2 separate regions of the Drosophila melanogaster genome follow, and region 1 is linked to region 2. Evidence: chromatin contacts called from public Micro-C data. All regions are on one chromosome and are shown on one strand. The core of a region is the stretch at or near the end of the contact, and the rest is flanking DNA. Distances in the headings are between cores, read along the strand shown.

The links. Hi-C and Micro-C count contacts between places; a contact is called where the count stands out from the background.
Region 1: a contact with region 2 is called in a Micro-C map of pre-blastoderm embryo, with 2.8 times the contacts expected there. A contact is called at or near these places in 2 of 107 Hi-C or Micro-C datasets (the Kc167 cell line and pre-blastoderm embryo).

Annotation. Positions count from the first base shown.
Region 1 is chr2L:13,164,494-13,169,535 of dm6, forward strand. DnaJ-H (DnaJ homolog) reads right to left here and starts at 1,579. Exons shown (of 4, transcript NM_165025.2): 1 at 983-1,579; 2 at 332-430; 3 at 1-269. The coding sequence starts at 400. It overlaps Sirt1 (Sirtuin 1), which reads left to right and starts at 1,071. Exons shown (of 2, transcript NM_058003.4): 1 at 1,071-2,707; 2 at 2,887-5,042. The coding sequence starts at 1,498. The coding sequence ends at 4,148.
Region 2 is chr2L:12,012,069-12,016,837 of dm6, forward strand. lncRNA:CR44588 (long non-coding RNA:CR44588) reads left to right here and starts at 1,460. Exons shown (of 1, transcript NR_124210.1): 1 at 1,460-1,831. It overlaps Wdr81 (WD repeat domain 81), which reads right to left. Exons shown (of 4, transcript NM_135691.2): 2 at 4,563-4,769; 3 at 2,923-4,498; 4 at 2,236-2,859. The coding sequence ends at 2,625.

The DNA.
Region 1 (5,042 bases), core at 329-2,828, 1.2 Mb after region 2:
GTCAGCTCCACTTTTACCACGACTTTGCCATTGCGCCTGCCCCGACCTTCGGACGAGACTCGATCGAAGGGGAACCACTGGGCGAAGAATTCGGAGGCATCAGAGAATCCCTCGGCGCCCTCTTGCAGGCCCTTCAATCCATATCGGTCGTAGATGCGCCGCTTCTCGGGATCGGACAGCACTTCGTAGGCGAAGGATATTTCTTTAAACTTGTCGCCCGCATCGGGATTCTTGTCTGGATGGAACTCTTTTGCCAATTTTCGGTAGTTCTATTGGTGAAAAGGTGAATACAAACTATTTACCAACATATCGAATTGGAACTGTTACATACCTTTTTTATTTCCTCATCAGTTGCATCCGGAGCCACTTTAAGAACGTCGTATAAATTTAGGTTGTCCATTTCCTATTGCATCCCCAGTCCCCCTACAAACTAAAATATTTTGTACATTGTAAGTGTACGACTTATTAAATTATTTAACAATGTATTTATGACAATATTTTCAAGTCATATTGGCTAACAAGTATGCCCAAGTTCTACCAAAAACCTATAATTTTGGGGAAAGTACCAAATAAATACTTAAAATCGCAGCTTTTTTGGGGAACAGTAGACACTTGCTGGAACGTTCTGGAAATCTGTTTACACATTTTTGTATTTAACAGCTTGATGGAAGTTTTTGGACATATGAACTGCATATTATCAATACATCAATTTATAATACTACTATGAAATGTGTAAATATTGGACAAAAAAATTATTTTTACTTAATTGTTTAAATATCGAGTAAATTTGATAAGTAAAAGAGTGCTAAAATTAAAGTTCGAAGCATAATTTAAAATTAATTTTACTAACTTTTTGACAAATTATTGATATATTTTAAACAGTTTTTAAAGAAATGGATTAAATTAGATATGACATAAGGCAGTGGCCACTGTAGCAACACGTAATCACCCTCAAAAATCCCAAAAAATACTAAAAACATACCGTGATGAGTCATGCTGGCGGCACTTTCCATGCAGAAACGCGTTAGCACTTTCCACACGACGTGTCAGGGTCCCACCCGAATCACGTCTGCCAGCCCACATACACACACAGGCGCAGCTACGTGTGCCATCTTGCTTTTTTCATCGGAAAATTTTCCAGAAACTACGCTCGAAAATTACGAAAAAATCGCAACCAAATGGTGTCGAAATTTTTTTAAAATTTAAGTTTCGTGCATATACGTGAAATAAAGTCGGGTTGGTTGAAAAAATCGCGGCCAAACGATCGCTGGAGAATTTTTTCAATCAAGCCAAATGGGTGCGAAGCTGACGACGTAAAAATTTTTGTGTGTACCAACGAAAGAGCGGAGAAAACGGACGAGGCGAGAGCGCAAAGCGGAGAGACCGAGGAAACACTCGCGCAAGAAGAAGAAGAGCCAGCAACAGCACCAACTACGAGAGTTTTCTCTCCGTGAGTCTGTGTGTGTGCGCGTGTGCGCGCGCTTGGGTTCGGAAAAAATGATGGAAAATTACGAGGAAATTCGCCTGGGCCACATTAGGTCTAAAGATCTGGGCAACCAGGTGCCAGACACTACGCAATTCTATCCGCCAACTAAGTTTGATTTTGGCGCGGAAATTCTGGCCTCAACGTCAACAGAGGCAGAGGCAGAGGCAGAAGCAACAGCAACAACCACAGAACCAGCAACAAGCGAACTTGCTGGCAAAGCAAATGGTGAAATCAAAACAAAAACATTGGCTGCCAGGGAAGAACAAGAGATTGGCGCCAATTTGGAGCATAAAACCAAAAATCCCACAAAGTCAATGGGCGAGGATGAAGATGACGAGGAGGAGGAGGAAGAGGACGATGAGGAGGAGGAGGAGGACGACGAGGAGGGAATCACCGGAACGAGCAACGAGGATGAGGACTCCAGCTCAAATTGCTCCTCATCCGTGGAACCCGACTGGAAGCTGCGCTGGTTGCAACGAGAATTTTACACAGGTCGTGTGCCGCGCCAGGTTATTGCCAGCATTATGCCGCATTTCGCCACCGGCCTGGCGGGCGACACCGACGACTCCGTGCTGTGGGACTATTTGGCCCACCTGTTGAACGAGCCGAAGCGGCGCAACAAGCTGGCCTCAGTGAACACCTTCGACGATGTCATCAGTTTGGTCAAGAAATCACAGAAGATCATTGTGCTAACGGGAGCCGGAGTATCCGTCTCCTGCGGCATTCCGGACTTCCGGTCCACCAATGGCATATATGCGCGATTGGCCCATGATTTTCCCGATCTGCCCGATCCGCAGGCCATGTTTGATATCAACTACTTCAAGAGGGATCCACGACCGTTCTACAAGTTTGCCCGCGAGATATATCCCGGCGAGTTTCAGCCCTCACCCTGCCATCGTTTCATCAAAATGCTGGAGACCAAGGGCAAACTGTTGCGCAACTACACACAGAACATCGACACCCTCGAGCGGGTGGCAGGCATTCAGCGAGTAATCGAGTGTCACGGCTCCTTTTCAACGGCCTCGTGCACCAAGTGTCGTTTCAAGTGCAACGCTGACGCCCTGCGGGCGGACATATTTGCCCAGCGAATTCCGGTGTGCCCGCAGTGCCAGCCCAATAAGGAGCAGAGCGTGGATGCCTCGGTGGCCGTTACTGAGGAGGAGCTGCGCCAACTGGTCGAGAACGGCATCATGAAGCCGGATATCGTCTTTTTCGGCGAGGGTAGGTGCCATTTTTATACAGATTTATTATATATTATCAATAGCCTTGGTAAAATAAATGCAAGAATTTCAAATTCGACGATCAAAAGAAGTGTTTATTTAAGAGATAAACTATTGAAAATACAAAGTAACGCTATTTACCATATATCATATTGTGTTTGCTTTTCATATTGCCAACAGGACTGCCGGATGAGTACCACACGGTCATGGCCACCGACAAGGACGTGTGCGATCTACTGATCGTGATCGGCTCCTCGCTGAAGGTCCGACCTGTGGCCCACATTCCCAGCAGCATACCGGCCACGGTGCCGCAGATTCTTATCAATCGCGAGCAGCTGCATCACCTTAAGTTCGATGTGGAGCTGCTGGGCGACTCCGATGTGATCATCAACCAGATTTGCCACCGGTTGTCGGACAACGATGATTGCTGGCGGCAGCTGTGCTGCGATGAGTCAGTGCTTACCGAAAGCAAGGAGCTAATGCCTCCGGAGCACTCTAATCACCACCTCCATCATCATCTACTTCACCACCGCCACTGCAGTTCAGAGAGCGAGCGACAGTCGCAACTGGACACGGATACGCAGTCTATTAAATCAAATAGTTCGGCGGACTACATACTAGGATCAGCTGGCACCTGCTCGGATAGTGGATTTGAGTCATCTACTTTTAGCTGTGGAAAGCGTTCCACTGCCGCCGAAGCGGCAGCCATCGAACGTATTAAAACAGACATACTGGTTGAGCTGAACGAGACCACAGCCCTAAGTTGCGATCGTCTGGGCCTGGAAGGCCCTCAGACAACGGTGGAGAGCTATCGCCATCTTTCCATTGATTCCTCCAAGGATAGCGGCATCGAGCAGTGCGACAACGAAGCCACGCCTAGCTACGTGCGACCCAGCAATCTTGTTCAGGAGACCAAGACAGTGGCGCCCAGCCTGACGCCCATTCCACAACAGAGGGGAAAGCGACAGACAGCAGCCGAGCGTCTGCAGCCTGGAACATTCTATTCGCACACCAACAACTATTCGTATGTGTTTCCAGGAGCCCAGGTATTCTGGGACAACGATTACAGCGATGATGATGACGAAGAAGAGGAAAGATCACACAATAGACACAGTGATCTCTTTGGCAATGTGGGGCACAATTATAAGGATGATGATGAGGATGCATGTGATCTGAACGCCGTTCCATTGTCACCATTGCTACCGCCTTCACTGGAGGCTCACATAGTCACCGATATAGTGAATGGATCCAACGAACCGCTGCCCAACAGCAGTCCCGGCCAGAAAAGAACCGCCTGCATTATAGAACAGCAGCCAACGCCCGCTATTGAAACGGAAATTCCCCCACTAAAGAAGCGGCGACCAAGTGAGGAAAATAAGCAGCAGACCCAAATAGAAAGATCTGAGGAGAGTCCGCCTCCAGGACAGTTAGCAGCAGTGTAAACGTAATCTTAGCCCCTGCTAGTAGTGTAGTATTTATTTTAAATGCAATTCAAGCCAACTTGTAAACAGAGAAGCTGCGAAATCGTAGCCGAGGGCCATGTTACCAATTTCATTCCCCGGAAAGGTACTGGAATCGGAAACGGTAAACCGTTTACTTGTTATTTATTTAGAATATGAGAACACTTCAATTCCCGGTATCACGAAGTTTTCAAGAAATGAAACCGGATCCACTAGTTTACTCAATTCGAGGCTTTAGAGATCTGACCCTCGTTGCTTTACCACCAACCCCTTATGCCCAATCCCGTTTTGATATTTTTGAAAAACTCTTAGTTTATTTATTATCTCTCTTTTTCAAAACGAAACGCTGTAAATGTTAGTATTTTATTATATTAAGTTGTTATTGAGGCCTTTTTAGACAAACTAAAGAGATAAGCGGAAAGTTGAAAATCCTTTAGAAAGCAGGATTTCTTTGTATTCAAAGAGAAGCAGCGCCTCAACTTTAAATCTAGTTCTAAGCGTAACATATTCAAAACTATGCAAATGCAAACGGAAAAATACGTTAGTTTTAGTTAAAAACTAGACACAAACACTCTGTATATAAGCACTCGCCCCTAATTTGTATTGTACATGATTCTTTTTCTACTTTTTTGTGTTATCTCCTTACCATTTTATATTTCTATCGGTTATGGCAACTATTTTTTAACATTTATACACTCGCACCCACATCAAAATGTAACAGCGCATGGATTTCAAAATATTCATAAGAGTTGGAAATTTGGTGTGCGTGTTTGAAATGTTTATTCGAAACCTAGCATAAATATATAGCCACCAAACGCAGTGTAAACATAGCAGTAAGAATTTAGTCTATATGTCTTAAAAGTGTATTAATATCCA
Region 2 (4,769 bases), core at 210-2,709:
TGTAGTCATTTTATGCGCCACCGTCGGAGCGATGAACTTTTCGGCCTGCCAACCAGCAGCTGCCCACTTCTGGGTGCCTGGTTAAAATTTTCGGTTGTATGTTGGTAACATTTTGTGGTTCCAAAAAATGTTCGAGCCCGCCGCGGAAGCGGGTCAGCTCTGGCAACGCTTCTCGCCTTAAATCATCTTTCCTCTCTGTGGTCGTCGGCATTGTTGGAATTTTTGGGGTGGCATACCATGAATCGCGTCGAGAGCCAGGGTTGCCAGTCCAGCGCGCGGAATGGGGGCGCAACAGGTGGTCGTCGAACTGACGGCCGCACGGCAGCCCTGGTCGGGCGTTCCACGGGCCAATGGCATTCCTAACATAACGAGGCCGTCTGTTTTTTGCTGCTTGCCTGTTCTGGCAGCTGAGTGAAATTTCATGCAGCGCGATTCTCACAAATTTCGAATTCCCCACATATTTTCGTGGCGTGCCGCTGGCATTCGTTTGTGTGTTACTTTTTGCCTCCGCCGTTTTCACTCTTCTCGTGATTATGACGTTATGGCTGGTGGCTTATGGGTTATGTGTGGATGGCTTATAATCAGGGGGTCGCTGGCTTTCCTCTCCCAGTGTTTTGGTTCCGCGCATCGCGACCTTGAGTGGGCGGACCAGCCGGCTTGCAAATGTAGATTTTAAAGCCTTGAAATGTTTGTTGTTTATTTATGCTTAATCTAGAGGACAAGACAATTGAGTTTGATATTTGAAAAGTGCTTAGAATTGTGAACATTGATATATTTTGTGAGACCTTGGATTGGGCTTAAATGACCAATATAGAACCATAAGGTAAATAGCATTAACAACGGAGTATATACCAATAAGGATAAATGCATGTTTGCACATACATATTACAGTATATAATAAACCAATAGTTAGAAACTTTTGGTTAAAAATGATATTCTTTATTTAGATGTCATTATCTAAAGTAAGCAAAATAAATAGTTAAATCTATCTTTATTAGGCTTTTTATGGTATAATAAATATTTTTTATCACAAAAAGTTGTATATCTTTAAAGGTGAAGCAAAAAGAATTAAATGTAAAACTGTTTTCTGTTTTATATATATTTAAATACTTAAACAGTTTTTCTTAATATTTTCTTGAATAAAAACAGAAACTCATTTACCTGTCGTTGTAAAGTCCGCCATTAAGTGTATTTATATGTATATAGATACCTGTATGAGGTGGAGTCTGAGTGCGAAATCAGCAAGGACTATAGGTATTCGCACACTGAAAACAATTTCTTAAAAGCTTCGCCACTTAAAGTGCATTACTTCAGCACAATCTTGCAGTGAGAAGACCTGCTGGACAACATGTGGCGAACCAATCCCGACTGCCCAACTAAAAGTTGGGTCCATCGAAGTGAAGGAAGAGCATTGGTCGGGAGGCGGGCTCATTAACCCCTCTCTAGATTACGCACTCCGTCGATGCGACTCCTTAAATTCAAGGTTACACCGCTTGACTGAAAGAAAGCCCAATTTCGTCCAGCTTTGTAAGACGTAGCCAACTGGCCATCTGAGTGTTCCACTCCCACTGGTCGAAAGTGGGTGGCAGTGGAGCTGCTGGAGTTAGACGCACTATTGTCCTCTGTAAATCCTCATTGTAACAAGCGCCCAGAATCATTGCCTCACGCACAAGTCGCCCTGACTCCAGACTTCGAAAAAGTGCAACGACAACAACAGCAGCAGCAGCACAACAGAATGCCAATGCAAAAAAGTTGCCATAAAGAAACGACGACGACAACGACGTCCCCATCTCCGCATCACCATCGCCCAAAAATAAATGCAACGCCTTCGAACGGACGATCTCCCAGATACACCCTCCCCCCCCCCCCCATTCCATACAGACCCTGGAGATCCCAACCCGTCGGATGCAAGGTCCGTTGTTGCTGGGATGTTGCTGCTGTGCTGCTGCGTTTGCTGCTGCTCCCAGCAGGTTCATTGGCCCAGCTCAAGGCGATGCGAAGGCAAGGAAATCGAGCGAAGAGACACACAGCGAAAATTGAACGAGCAAATCATTCAGATTGCGTCCCGCAAACTGGTTTCGAGGGTTACGACTGCGATGGACGGTCGTTATCGAGTGTATGCTACCCATGATGCACTGAATCATCTTGCACTCATTATCAATTCAAAATGAGTATTACATAAGCTTGCGAATGCCCTATTCCTTGCACAGGGATAATATTTGACTTAAAAAAGTTATTTGGGTTTTACATTTTTATTGTTTTCCTGTATATCTATATAAATATTTTACCTCTTTCCAGCTTAAGTAGTTACTTTTAAATACAATTATGTCTTCTATTGTAATGGACATACATAAATATATAAATACATATAAATTGTGGACCTGGAATGCTTTGATTATGCTAGAAGAAAGTAGCTATAAATGTGCGATCGTAATTATAATAAATAATAATAGCAATGCAAGCGCTACCTCAATACATTAATTTATTGGGTTAGGCGGGTTAGGTTTCTTGTCGATGTCCAACCCTCGTTAGTTGCATTAAAATAATATTTGGTGCCGTTGAAAATAAAAATAAACTAGACTATAATATCATAGTATTGTACAAATGGTGTGATACCAAAAATTCTAGCAAAGCAGGGCTATGTTTCCGCTCTCGTTTCCCGCGAGGAAGGCTCGATTCAGTGGCAACACGGCCAGTGAGGTTAGCACACCGCGGAATGTCTCCGAGCGAAGTTTGGTGATGGTGCTGAAGGCATGGGAGTGGGCCACATCCGCATAGACGCCCACGCGGTTGCCAGTGGTTGCATAGACCAGAGATGGGCCAACGCTCTGCAGGAAATGGGCGGGTTCCGGTGGAGGTCTATAAAGAACATAATACTATTAGTAACTTTCCATGATTGATACGACTTTATCTACGACTCACTTGAGCTGGTAGTGCATGATACCATCCAGGGCATGCCAAACGGCCAGGCTATGATCTAAGGCGGAGCTAACCAAGAACTGATCACTCGGAGCGGCCAGCTGCAGCAGATCACATTCCATTGGTCGCCACGAGTTGATCACCATGCCAGTGCGCGTATCCAGCTGGACGATGCATCCTGACGAGAGTCCCGCTGCCAGCCAGTTGCCGGAAGGGGCCACAGCCAGGCATCTGACAGTTGCATTGGGCAGAGAAGCATTGCACACCCGCCACTCGTTCACGTACTCACAGCTCCGGGCATCCACCATCTTGACAGTGGACTCCGCTGTGCCGGCAATTACCAGCGGTGAATGGGAGGGCAAACATTTGACCACTGTGACAGCACTATGACGAGGAGCATCCAGTACGGAAAGCGGTCTTCCTATAAACGGATCCCACAGATGAATGCCCGAATCGCAGGACACCACATATCGCAAGGATTCCAGGAAGCCAAGCGAGTTTATGGACTTCTTGTGCGCCGTGTAAGTAAATTGGCAGGCGCTCGTCTTGCGGCCATCTCCTTCGCTGCGAAGTGACCACAGCTTCACGGTCTTGTCCTTGGAGGCGGAAATGAAACTGTTCTCATTATCCAGGGCATATATAGCTCTCACTGAGTTCGTGTGTCCTACAAACGACTGCAGGCGAATTTGCTTGAGATTAAGTGTCTGAGTGTCCTTCTCATTGCGCGTCGTCTCATTGCGCCAGTAGGCCAACCAGTTGCCTTTCAGATGACGAGTTTTGGGCATCTGGTCCAGTTTATACGCCACCATGTCGATGAGTTCCACATTGTTTCTGGCCACTTGCAGGCGATTTCCCACGATCTGAGTGCCAAAGCTATTGGCGGCCAGTTCGCAGCTTGCATCTACAGAGTCCACATCTTGCCCAGAACTCACATTGGTCGCTAGTTGAATTTTGCTTTGTCCATTGGGTTGCTCGTGTTCGTGGCATAAGGTTAGCACAAAATCCAGATTGCTCAGTGTCCTCTTCATGTTGGCCTCGCCCAAGAAGCGCAGGAATGTAAGATAAGCGGTGTGCGCCAGCTCCGGTCCGAAAACATCCCTTAGCTCCTCCAGAGCTCGTTCCGGCTGCGATGCACCACCAACGAGCGAGAGATTAGCGAGATCGCAGGCAAAGTCATTTGGCAATCCAAAGGCCTTGTTGAAAATCAGGAAAAATGGATTGAGAAGCGGCTGACACAGGTGCTCCCGCGTCATATCCGAACCCAAGCGAACGCTCAGAGCGTAGATCGCATCCAGAAACTTGCGTGCCAACAGCGAACGTCCCAGATAACCACTGGGCATCACAAGGTTGGTGGAGCTCAAAAGGCGCAAAATGGGCAGAAGTATTGCGTCTAGCATTATGTGCTGTAGGTGCTCCATGATACTGGCGTCGGTTAGACACGGAACCATGTATTTAAGCAATTGTAGCGAACTGATTATGGCTCCCTCGAGGCTGCCAGTTATTCGTTTGGAGCATAGACTGATGAGTTCGCTGATGTGGGGAAAGTATTGCAACAGCAAAAAGTTTTCCCCATAGAGAGCTAGAAAGGACAAAGACAAATTATGATATTTCAATGTGATTAAGATAACTATAGCTTAACTCACCCGCAATGGACATGAGGCACTCCAGGACGCGAGCTGCACTCCGGTCGCCCACGACCCTCGCGTTGGCAATGCTGAAGTAATTGAGATTGGCTGCATCGGGACTGGAATTGAAACTGGAACCACCATCGTCCACCTCCGGTAGCAGGTTCTCCTGACCCACATAGCACAGGGATAGCAGCTTGAGCAGGTTCCTGGTGATGAATCGGG